3 separate regions of the Mus musculus genome follow, and regions 2 and 3 are each linked to region 1. A link is a contact called in public Hi-C data. All regions are on one chromosome and are shown on one strand. Each heading gives the region's core, a stretch centred on a gene start, on an enhancer-like site or on the middle of the called end of the contact. The rest is flanking DNA. Distances are from core to core; before and after follow the strand shown. Region 1 holds the start of Grip1 (glutamate receptor interacting protein 1). Region 2 overlaps Grip1 (glutamate receptor interacting protein 1). Region 3 overlaps Grip1 (glutamate receptor interacting protein 1).

What was found. Hi-C and Micro-C count contacts between places; a contact is called where the count stands out from the background.
Region 2: a Hi-C map of cortical neurons shows a contact between it and region 1, with 4 times the contacts expected there. The contact joins the enhancer-like site here to the promoter of Grip1 in region 1. A contact is called at or near these places in 7 of 39 promoter capture datasets (the 3T3-L1 cell line, the C10 cell line, the HPC-7 cell line and 2 more), 4 of 484 Hi-C or Micro-C datasets (cerebral cortex, cortical neurons and embryonic stem cells) and 2 of 115 datasets of contacts at active chromatin or transcription factors (embryonic forebrain and neural tube).
Region 3: a Hi-C map of the N1E-115 cell line shows a contact between it and region 1, with 10 times the contacts expected there. The contact joins the enhancer-like site here to the promoter of Grip1 in region 1. A contact is called at or near these places in 8 of 39 promoter capture datasets (the 3T3-L1 cell line, 3T3-L1-derived adipocytes, the C10 cell line and 5 more), 2 of 484 Hi-C or Micro-C datasets (the N1E-115 cell line and embryonic stem cells) and 1 of 115 datasets of contacts at active chromatin or transcription factors (astrocytes).

Annotation. Positions count from the first base shown.
Region 1 is chr10:119,452,291-119,456,021 of GRCm38.p6, forward strand. Grip1 (glutamate receptor interacting protein 1) reads left to right here and starts at 1,744. Exons shown (of 23, transcript NM_001277292.1): 1 at 1,744-2,132. The coding sequence starts at 2,075.
Region 2 is chr10:119,777,565-119,780,881 of GRCm38.p6, forward strand. All of the region lies in intron 1 of Grip1 (glutamate receptor interacting protein 1), which reads left to right. Among named protein-coding and RNA genes, the nearest start is that of Grip1os2, 18 kb to the left of the region's middle. Within about 2 kb of position 1,572, at least 7 of the 459 cell types and tissues checked have an H3K27ac peak or open chromatin away from gene starts, as enhancers often do. A contact at or near this core is called in cortical neurons, where this site is marked.
Region 3 is chr10:119,800,765-119,804,469 of GRCm38.p6, forward strand. All of the region lies in intron 1 of Grip1 (glutamate receptor interacting protein 1), which reads left to right. Gm51815 (a long non-coding RNA gene) reads right to left here. Exons shown (of 3, transcript XR_003949037.1): 3 at 1-3,705. Among named protein-coding and RNA genes, the nearest start is that of Gm51815, 17 kb to the right of the region's middle. Within about 2 kb of position 1,852, at least 6 of the 459 cell types and tissues checked have an H3K27ac peak or open chromatin away from gene starts, as enhancers often do. A contact at or near this core is called in the N1E-115 cell line, where this site is marked.

The sequences.
Region 1 (3,731 bases), core at 494-2,993:
CCGGAAAATCAAGGCACATTCTTGAAACAAACTTAGGGCAAGACCAAAGTTATGCCATCTGTTTTTCTGGATTTTACAAAGAGTCTGAAAGGAGCCTGCTCAGATGGGACTGGGGTGGGGGTGGGGGGCCAAGGCGGGGACAATAAAGAGTTTTTCTGTATAGTTTTGGCTGTCCTGGAACTCGCTCTGAAGACCAGGCTGGCTTCGAACTCTGAGACATACTTGCCTCTGCCTCCCAAGTGCTGGAATTAAAGGCATGCACCACCAAGCCACCACTGCCCAGCGCAGATGGGATTTCTAAGAACCCCTGGGATGTTGTGACTCAGTTTCTACTTAGCTCTTCAGCTCCCAGGTGCTGTGTAGCTCTGCTCTTGAATCCTTTCCTTTCTTTCCTTAGGAGAGACAGCCACTGGTTTTTGGCAGCAGGGCAGCTCTGCAGTGACAACCAAGCACTCGCACAAGGGGCAACGGCAGGTGCCAACATCCCTGCTTGATCAGACAGTTTATGAGATGGCAGGAGAAGACAGACCTTATCTTCAGGTGCTGTGTGATTATGCTATTGCTCTGGCAGTGAGAGAGCAGAAGGCTGGCAAGAGCTGATGTCCCCATTGAGGGAGAGGAACCACAGTTCCTTCAGAGGCCAAAAGAAACCGCAGAGGCGAAACCCCCAAACCACACTCCAGTAGATACAGCCTCTGGGGCTCCAAACTCTTCAGAACCCGTCAGATGGGAGGGAAAGGCATGGCTATTTTCCAGCCAGAGGCCCAGGCTTGAAGAAATGAATGGCATCTCCATGCAAGACAGACAGCTGCCAAAAGTCCCTCTCCTAGTAGCACTGAGGTCTCAAGGAAGAGCCCACATGCCTGGGCAGAACCTTCCAGGCTCTGGTACAAAGGCTTCTGTCCCCCCTCCCCCTCCCCACCTTTATTCATTTTCCACTGATTTTTTTTTTCTTTCTGTGAGCCTATGACAAGAGGAAGAAACTAATCATAAAACCTGATCATAAAATTCCTTCCTACACTTGAAGACAGCTATTAAATATTCACTCAGCTGAGGTCTGCTTGCATCCTTTAAAACAAAAGGGGCTCCTGGCTCCCACCGTCCCCACCCCTGGGACCAGCGCCGACCATCCCGAAAGTTGCCACTGCCCCTGTGTTGAGGGCGAAGTTAGCGAATCCGGAGCTGCGAGTCTCAACTTGGGGGAGGGGGCGACGGGCAGGGCTGGGGAGGGGAGTGAGCGGCGAGAAGGAGGGACTAGAGGGAAGGACACTGCCCCCTGCTTCATCGAGGTCATCGCCAAAGCCGCCTAAGCGGCCGGTCGGGCTCGGGGCGGGAGGCCCGGGAGGGGCGGGCGAGGGCTCCGCAGCGGCGGCGGGGTGCCAGGCTCCGTACCTGGCGGGCCGGGCGCGCCTCGCAGGCCGGCGATCCGGGCGCCGAGGGTGTGAGCGCGCGCGCCCCTCCGTGCCCGCCCAGCCTCGCGCGCGTCTCGGGGGGAGAGGCTCTGGCGACAGGCGCCCCGGGAGCCCGCAGCTCGGTCCCGCCCGCCCCGAGGAGCTTTGTGCGGCCGCGGCGGCTCCGAGTCCCACCTGCTGGCGGCGGAGGGACGAGGAAGGAGAAGGCGAGGACGACGAAGAGGAGGAGGAGGTGGAGGAGGAGGAGCGGAGCGAGGCGGCGCCAGCCCTGAGCTCCCGCCGGCGCCCACCTCCGGGGGCTCGGCGGTCCTACACCGGCCTGCTCCGGTCCCCCGGCCTCGCGGCCACACCGCGCCACCGCGGCTGCAGAACCCCCCCCCCCCCCCAGCTCTGCCCGGTTACCGCGCGGCCCGACCGCCACAGCCACCGCCACCGCCACCCCCGGGGAGCTCGGGAGACTTGGAGGCGAGCAGCGGGGCGCGCGGCGTCGCCTCAATGTATCGGGGAGTCGCCTCGGCGCCCCAGCCCCGCTGAGCAGCCTCGGGCGTGTTGCTACCGGCCGGAGGGCGTGAGCCAGGAGGCGCGGCGAGCCCCAGAGCCGGCGACCAGCGAGTGAGCGAGCCAGCGAGTACGCCCCGGAGCAAGCTCAGGGAGCAGACACCATGCCGGGCTGGAAGAAGAACATCCCCATCTGCTTACAAGCGGAGGAGCAGGAGAGAGGTGAGCCTGGCGGTCGAGCCTGGGGGGCCGGGCCGGGCGCCCTCGGTGCCTCCCTGTCCCCCAGCTCCCCGAGACCTGTCCTCCGGCCGGCAAGGGAGGGGCGCCGTGCCCTCCGGGGACCGCGCTCCAGGCCAGGTGGCACCTTGCGAAATCCGAGAGGGGGTTTGGGGATCTGGAGGGGGGAAAAGCCGAGGGGGCAAGGGAACAGTGCTGCGGCAAGCAACTTTTCGCCCGGGGAAAGATTCTGTTTTTTCTTACCGAGGACCTAGAGGGAACTCCAGCTTCTCCTGGGCCCGCTGCGCACGTGGAGCCCCGGCTCCTCTCTGTGCGGTGGGCTCTCCTGGTGCTGGGGGTGGGGGAGAATCTTGCAATGCTTTAAGTGACTTTTCAAACTTTCCTCCTCCTGCCGCGGCCGCCTTGACGATGTCCCCGCCTCTGGCTGGGCTACGATGGTGCTGCCAAACCCAAAGTTGCAGGAGATTCTTAAAGGGGGAGTAGAAGGGGGAAGAGTGTGGGGGGCGGGTAGGGGGCGCTGCCTTGGGTCGCTGGAAGGGGGGAGGGGAGAGAGGACTGACTGTCCCCTGGCTGGTAGTGACTGCCTAAAAGATGAGTTATGCCCAGCGCAGTCCCGGCTTTCTAGTTAATACCGCAGGACTGCGGACTTTTCATAATTACTGTCTGTTTTCTTCGGAAGACACGGCTCTCCGTGCCAGGTGGCTCTGCAGCCCCTTTGTGCTTCAGCCTGCCAAGTGTGCTGGGCACGTTGTTTTGAAGTGACTCGCGGAGAGGAAAAGTTGAAGGCCTTTTGCACTCTAAACGCTTGGTTCTGTTGTCATCTTACGGTGTTTGGGTTGTGCAGTGGTTGGCCGTAACCTGGATATCATGTACGGAGTACACCAAAATTTCCTACCAAGGCCCCATGGGGCTGTGGGGTGCGCAGCATCCAGAGGGATTCCCTGGCTGTCAAGGTCCACCAGGGTTTATATACTCCTGCTGCTTCAACTACAGCCTGCTTTGGCTTGTTCAAGGAACCTGCTTGAGAATTGAATGGCTTTCAGGCTGCAGGGTCTTCATGACTAACAGTTGGTGCTGGAGGTTAAATGGTGCTTCGTGGGTAGGCTGTGATGGAAGCAGGAAGCCAATCTGGTGTGTAGAAGGGACAGCGCTATTTCCCCCCTGCCCCCCCCACCCCAAAAGAATTTGATTCTGCAGCGTGGGGGAGCTGGTATGGACGGTGGCTGGTGTTACTCGTCATGCTAAAAGTTTCAGGTTTTGGAAAAAAATGCTTACAGCCAAGAAACCAATGTACAGTTTCCAGTTTTTCTCTAGGTGGCACAGCGCGTCTTTGGTTGATAGCCTTTTTAATGACTCAGGGAATCTGTCCCTTTTAAAACCACTTCCTTATTAGAGTTGTGCATTCATTTGCAGTACACTTCTGGCGTGTGACCATGGATTTACCCCCCCCCCCCCGCCCCGCGCCCAGTGGTATCCCTGCTACAGAAATGCTTCAATGCCTGCCTTTGCATAACCATATCTTAAGATTTGCAGATCCAGGTGCCAATATTTCACTACCAGGTTGAAGCAATGAAAGAAAGGGGT
Region 2 (3,317 bases), core at 322-2,821, 330 kb after region 1:
ATTAAGGAAGATACTTTAAATTCAGAGATCCGTGGCCTTTCAGGAAATGAGTGGACTGCATGTCAATGGCTCCAAGACCCCTTCCATTCTTTTTCCTTTCATTGTATGTCCAATCTACCTGTGTCTGAACCTTAGTGTTCTATTCTCAAATCTCTGCTTCTGATCACTAAGGTTTTTCATGTATGTCAAAACATCTGCAGAGACTGAAGCTCTATGCCAGTCTGCTATTCAATGGGGCTTAGGGTATATGAAACTCAGCCACTCAAGTCTGGTCGTGTGTTATTGGGTGGTAGCACCTATGATGGATAGAAGTGGGAACAGTTAAATTGGCAGGCATCCCATGTCTGTCTTGGAAGGGTTGTGTTTCTTTAGCATGAAGGCATCAGTGTGTTGTTGCTTCTTAGTCAGTTGTTCTCAGTGGTGTCACAGAACCTGAGAGTGTTAGCTGGTTCCCAGAAGTCCATTGCTTCTCTAGTGCTCCCTGCATTTGCCACAGGTTACCATCTGTCACTGGGGAGGGAGGAGAGAGCCCAAATCCTCCGAATGAAAACCGTAGTGATTGTGGATGGATCTAATTGCTATAACTTTCATTTTCCTGATGCAGAAATATCTTTAATGCAATTCCCTCTTGTTGTCATTATAGCCTTCTAGAAAAAGACGGGGTAATATCCATTGTCCTCATGTGTTATAATCTTCAAGTGTGGAAATCAGTGTTATGACTATCTTTCCATTATCTTTAGCTCTCAGAGTGTTTTGTTTTGTTTTACGGGGCTATACTCAGACAATAATGCCATCCTAGAGAGTCCCAGCATGCCTCTTTTCTAGTAATTGGTATTAGTGGCACCTCCTTTCATTCTAAAATTTTTCCTAATTGGACAATAAATTATATAGTCATCCTCTGTCTCTATTATAGGGTGTAGGAGGGTTTTTTTTTCCTCCTGCAGATTTATAGATCTCCAGGGTGTTCTATGAGAAAGAATCAACAATTTATACAGGCATCTTCCTTTCTGTATATACAAAGAGCATAAGAGAGAATTTGCACAGGGGGCCATGCCTGGCTGTGTTTATCTTCTTCTTCCCTGAACTTATGGAGACATGGGTTGTTGAGGAACACAGTAAGGAATTTAATTTTAGAGAAATTGCTTAGGAGACATTAGTCTTAATTATTGCTATCTTTTCCTTAGGAATAAAGCTTGAACTTTAATTACTTTGGTGTTCCTTTCCAGAAGGTGGTGTAGTTAGAGTAGATTTTTAGGCTAGACAAATTGGAAAAGAAGTACAAATAAAATCCCCTTCATTGTCTTACTGAAGGCTTCCTCGTCACCATCTTATTCCAATTGTGATGACAGCTCAGAATTAGTGGCCATCCGAGGTGGGAAGAATCCTTCAATGTCATTGACTGTGCTTTTGTAGTTCGGGAGGACAGCCAGCCCCTTTCTGAACAGCTGGAAGAACCTACATCTGAAAGCTAGCTAGGGGTTTAAAGGAAATTGCAGTGCAATTGCTGAAGTCTGGAGTCAGAGAAATGTCTCCATGGAAACTGTACTGTGATGACCCTGGGTAGCATTGATTTGATCAGCGCTCCTATGCCTGTAAATACTTTGTTGCAGGAAACAGGGTGTACCAGTCAACTGTTATCTCCTACACAGAGATTACCAGTTAGTCATCATCTAAACGAAGACACAAAAATGGATAAGACACTTCTTCTCAAACAGGCAAAAATATTTAAAGTTAATATCCTTTAATCTCCACTAAATTAATTTTATTTGTCCATGTTTCTGTGTTGGATTTTAGTGCAATATCATAAACATTTGGAGAAAAGACTAACGTGGTTCTATTTGGATGAACATCCCCATTTTAAGGCATGGGTAATTTTTAGAATGATCTGCTGAAGATTATATTTTCAATTCTCTCTCAGTGCACTAATATAAGTCACTTTGGCAACATGTTCCTTGCATTTGCATAATGACAGAGCATGACAAGATTGGTGATCATTTTTAACTACTGAGCTTCCTGGCACTCTGCTTGCCACCACATCTGTGTGTGCACCATTTCCAAAGCCATGGTGACATCAGATGCACACATTCTCTGAAATCAAGAAATGAACAAACACCTCCCTCAGCCACAAAGTGATTTCTTTCACAATGACCAAAAATACCAAGCCTCAATAAATATGTAAATAAGCTTTGAAGCTTAAAAGTCATATTACACAAAGCTGTCTTGCATGAAGTATTTCCTATAAAATTGACACACAGGCTTTTTGCTTATACAGTTGGCTTGTGCATACTGCCCTCTGTCTACAAAATTCAAGATATTTCATTTTTCTGCCATGAGTTATTGAAGTATGAGAACAGGTTGTTGTAGGTATTTTATCATCTGTAACTTGCTGGGTTTTTCTTTTAATAGAGGGTATTTTCAAACCAAAACTAAGTTACACATCAAAAGATCACTCGGGACTACAGTTTTTAGAAGTTAGACTCTATTTCATGATAAAAACAGAATTGTATAAATATTAATCACAGTCTTGTAATCTGACCAAATCCTATTTTCATAATCTGATCAAATTCCTGTTGGGGGCTGTGTGTGAGCTATGGGAAGGGTGAGGAAGAGAGACTACTCAGTGCCTAAATTGGGATTCCTTCCTGTCTTGAGAGTTTGAGGAACGGGCTGCATGGTGTTATCAAAAATGTGTCAAGACTTGAAACCTAGAGCTGTCGTGATTCAGTGTCCTCCCTCTATGGTGGCACACCTGGCTTGCTCCCACTTCCAGAATCCTGAAATGACAGAGGTCTTCGGATTTTAATTCAGTCCTTCTAGGACTTAAGTGCATGTGCTTCTGACCCATACGCTCACTTGGAAGAACACATCTGAGAGGCTGGAAGATCAAAAATGATAACGTTCAGCTCGGTTGATACCCAGCTTCCTCCGTGAATGTTCTCCATGCAGATTCCAGGAGCTACTTCGTGAGACCTCCATGTCTCCACCTACAGTGAGTCTGTCGGTTCCCAGGACCCTATACAAAGGGATCAGATAGGAAAATCAATGACCAGAACAGCACAGTATCTTCTCTCCTGATTTAAAAACTCTGTTTCCTCAAAGGGAATAAAAGTAAACCAAGAGTATTCACCTAGGCTTGGGACAAATGTAATAACAGTAAGTGGCCTTTTGTGCTTCTGTTTAGGCCATTCACTCCTCTTTTTCAGTGATCTTTTTAACACAGAAAGGGAGTGGAGGAGCTAGATAAAGAAAATAAGGATATTTTTATTTCTCATCAGAAATCACTGTGAGTCTACATGTATCAACCAGAGCAAATCCTA
Region 3 (3,705 bases), core at 602-3,101, 350 kb after region 1:
GAGCTGGCAGAAGTTTGCTATTGGGCACGTGACCTGCTCCAACCTTGGTTTGAAGATACTTATGATATGTTTAGAGGAGCAACAGCTTAACAAGTAGCTTGTTATTATGACATTAAAACCTGTGGCTTCTCCCTAAGGAACTTCAGGAGCTTGACACACCCGAACGCATTTATCCGTTCCCACATCCCTCAGAAGTCAGCAAAAGGCCAGGGCTATTTTTATCCTTCTCTTGATGCGAAGAAAATAGGACATAGGGAAGGAGGAAGAGAAAACTGTTTTTTTGGTTTTTTTGGTTTTTTTTTTTTTCTCTACCCTTTAAATTTCAGTCCCGGGTTTTGGAGAGATGGCTTAACAGTTAAGAGTACTTGATATTCATGTAGAGGACCGAGTTTGGTTCCCAGCACCCTCGTGGCAGCACAGGACGGTCTGTAACATCAGCTCCAAGGGATCTGCTTCCCTTTTCTGGTCTCATAGGCGGAGGATACATGTGCTGCACAGACACTCCTGCTGGCACATCGTTTGTGCGCCTAAAATAAAAATAAATACATCTTTAAGCATCGGTCCTTCTGCTCTCGATGATGAAAGGTCAAGTCATTCCATTTGTATTTTTCTTAATATACTGCTCATCCCTGCATCCATCCATTCACAACTGTTCACAGAGCATAACACCTGCTTAATAAATTAGACTTACGTTCATGTTCACATTCACAATGGGTGGACTCTTCAGTTTAGAGTTACAGAGTTGCTGTACAAAACCCAGAGCAACCTCAAATCACAGGGAGTGTGATTTAAGAACCATTGAAATTAGAAGATTCACAGAAACCTTCATTTCCTGAGCAGTTTTGAGCACACACCAAACTCCGTTGGTTGCAAGCTTCCAAATATCCCTTCCTTGGCTCTAACATTCTATAATTATTTTCTAAGTTTCTTAACCACACTGACTATATTCTATCTCTGACTTAGGTTCATGCTGCCCTTTGACTTTTATGTCTGTAAATAACAACAACAACAACAACAACAAAATCTAGAATTTCCCTCTTATCACTGTTGTGAGTCAAGTTTAGATCAGTGCTTTAGTATCAGCAAGCAGATACTAACATGACAGCATTCTGTGTGAGAGTTTTCTATCCTTAGAAACCTAAAAGGGCCGGCCGAAATGTGTGTGCCTGTTGGGTTGAGGGACCATGGCTGAGACACCCTAAGGAGTGTCCAGTGCATGCATGCTGCAGTGGGCTGTCCTGATGGGGCTTTTCAACGACACACCAGCTTCTCACCCACTCCTCCCACTTCGGCTCTTCTGTCCCTTCTTCCCTGAGCTCTGTCCTTTCCCTTCAGACCCCATCTCCAATCTCCCATGTTGTTCCTTCTTCATGGAGCTTCGGTCTCCTCCGTCCTGCACACACTCCCTTGTCTAGGATACTCTCCCACAGTGTTCTTCACCTCCCCCTCTATTTATTGCTCCCCTAAGTTTCCCCTGGGAGTGTTGCTTCTATTTCTCCAACCAGCACGTGCTGACTTGGTTATCATTACCTTCTCTAAGCAAACTCGCATACATAAATCATGAAAGACGTCCACTCACGTGTGCATGCACAATCACCTGAATGACACACTTTCCCCGGAAGCTGTGTGAGAGCGGAGGGCATCACACCCCTACCTGCACCTCCAGTATCTTCCTCAAGTTGGAAACATTTGCTTTTAGATAGCAGTGGCACACTGTGGTGGCCTTGGATAAGATAACGTCGCACTTGCCAGCAGGAGTTTAAAGATTTATGCCCGTGGATCAATCCCATTAGCCACCGACAGGGACTACAGCCAAGATCAGGAGCAGAGCCAAGGGCTGACAAGGCAGCAGGATCCTCTCCTGCCGAGTGGCCCTCAGCCCTTGCTATACCTGCCAGCTTCCAGCTAATCAGAGCAGTTTTGGAACAGGTGTTCTCTGTCCTGCATCCTGTTGCTTGAGAGCAGAGGGGAAGAGTTTGCCACCTGGTCAGAATTTGTATAAACAGATGCTAGGAAGAAAAGGCTTGGGCTGCGTGCTCTGTCAGCACTGTGCTTTGAGCAGAGACCTCTCTGGCGCGTAAGGGTCTTCTGCACATGCGCTGTGCCCTTCTGCGGTCAGCAACTCAGCTAGTTCCCGAAGCGGATTCTCTTAGCCAGTGCGTTTCTCCTGTTGAAGTCGCCATGACGTCAGTAGGACAGTGATGTAGATAGAGGACCAAGAAGCCATTCTCTGTGTCATTACTCTATGATTTCCATTTCCTTTATGGCATTATGACAATATCATCAACAGACCTCCATAAGACTTCAAGGGTCCAGGGAGCCATCAGGCCCAGTTCAAGTGTGAAAGCAGACTATCTTAACTAGTTTAAGCCTGGCACTGGCTCCGCCCTTGGCCACAGGGTACCTGTTCGCAGAGTTGCAGACTCAGACTCTGGTCTACCTCTGTGACATAGAAACGTCTCAATAATGGTGATTGTAAGATGGGAAACTAGAGTAACAATGTCTCTGCACATTGGGAAGAACGTGAGATCACAGGAACGGCATCAATAATTAATATCACCTCCGGAGTCAACAGCAGTTAATATCGCTGTTGATTGTGCTGTATCAAGCATTCCCCCTGACAGTAATACAAGCCTTGCTGGTAGGCATTCTCTGTTTTCTTCACTGTCGGCTGAAGAAGCTGGTTCTGGCAGATATGGGGAGCAGTAAAATCATAGTCATATCAAACATTTACGACGACATAGCATCCCCATGTCCCTTCTAGCACAGTCAGGTCAGAATAGAATTCAAAGCCTGGTTTTCACAACCACAGAAAGGAATAAAGTGCTCTGGGGAAAGAGATAATTAATTCGCAGAAACTCCACTCTCTTTTGAGTATTAAAGTTATCCTTAAACTTCTTTCTTCAAAACAACGTAGCAACCGCTTTCCGCTGCTCCCCCTCGTGGAGATGCTCAGAGCTCACAGGTTGTTGGGAGTGGTCAGACATTGTCCAAATCAGAGCTGATGGATGGGGTACCATTCACATCTTAGCCAGAGTATGTAGTGAGTAATGGCATGTTTCTACCAGCAGATGGCAGTAAAGTGTCTTGACAATGGATGTTACCTTAATGCTCTCAGTGATGCCACCAGAGCTATAAGTAAGTGGCTTTCTATGTGAGAAAAGTGACAAAGGTGAGGAGAGTTTAGGTAGTGAAATGATAGAGTAAGTGCATATGTTTGTAAATATGGAGACTTTGACTGCAATGACGTCACCCTCTACATTTGTCATCTGTTCACAAGCATCCTCCTAATCAGAGTCTTTCATTTTCCACACCCGAGTAACTTACTCATGACTCATGGTACCTCCCTGACATAGCTGTAACCTGAGGAAGAGCGAGTATGGGCTTTCCCTGTCCCTCACGAAGCCAATAAAGCAAGAAGCATTTTTTGTAAGATTTAGAGCAAACCTGTGGTTCTCCTGGAAGTTCTGCACACAGTAGGGCCACTCGCAGGTGCGCATTTTACCAGCAGGAGCGCCTCCTTGGACCAGTTTGGAGCTTTAAAATATGCATCTGACTCTTACGTTCTTCCCAGCTCTTCTTCCCTGAGGACGCCTGTGCCTTGGGAGGAGAGGTTGTAAGACCAAAGATGTCTCCTTCAGACCAAGCACTGCAGAGTCTCTGACTCTCTGTACCTTGAGCAGTTGTGGGTGTCTGTGTGGATCA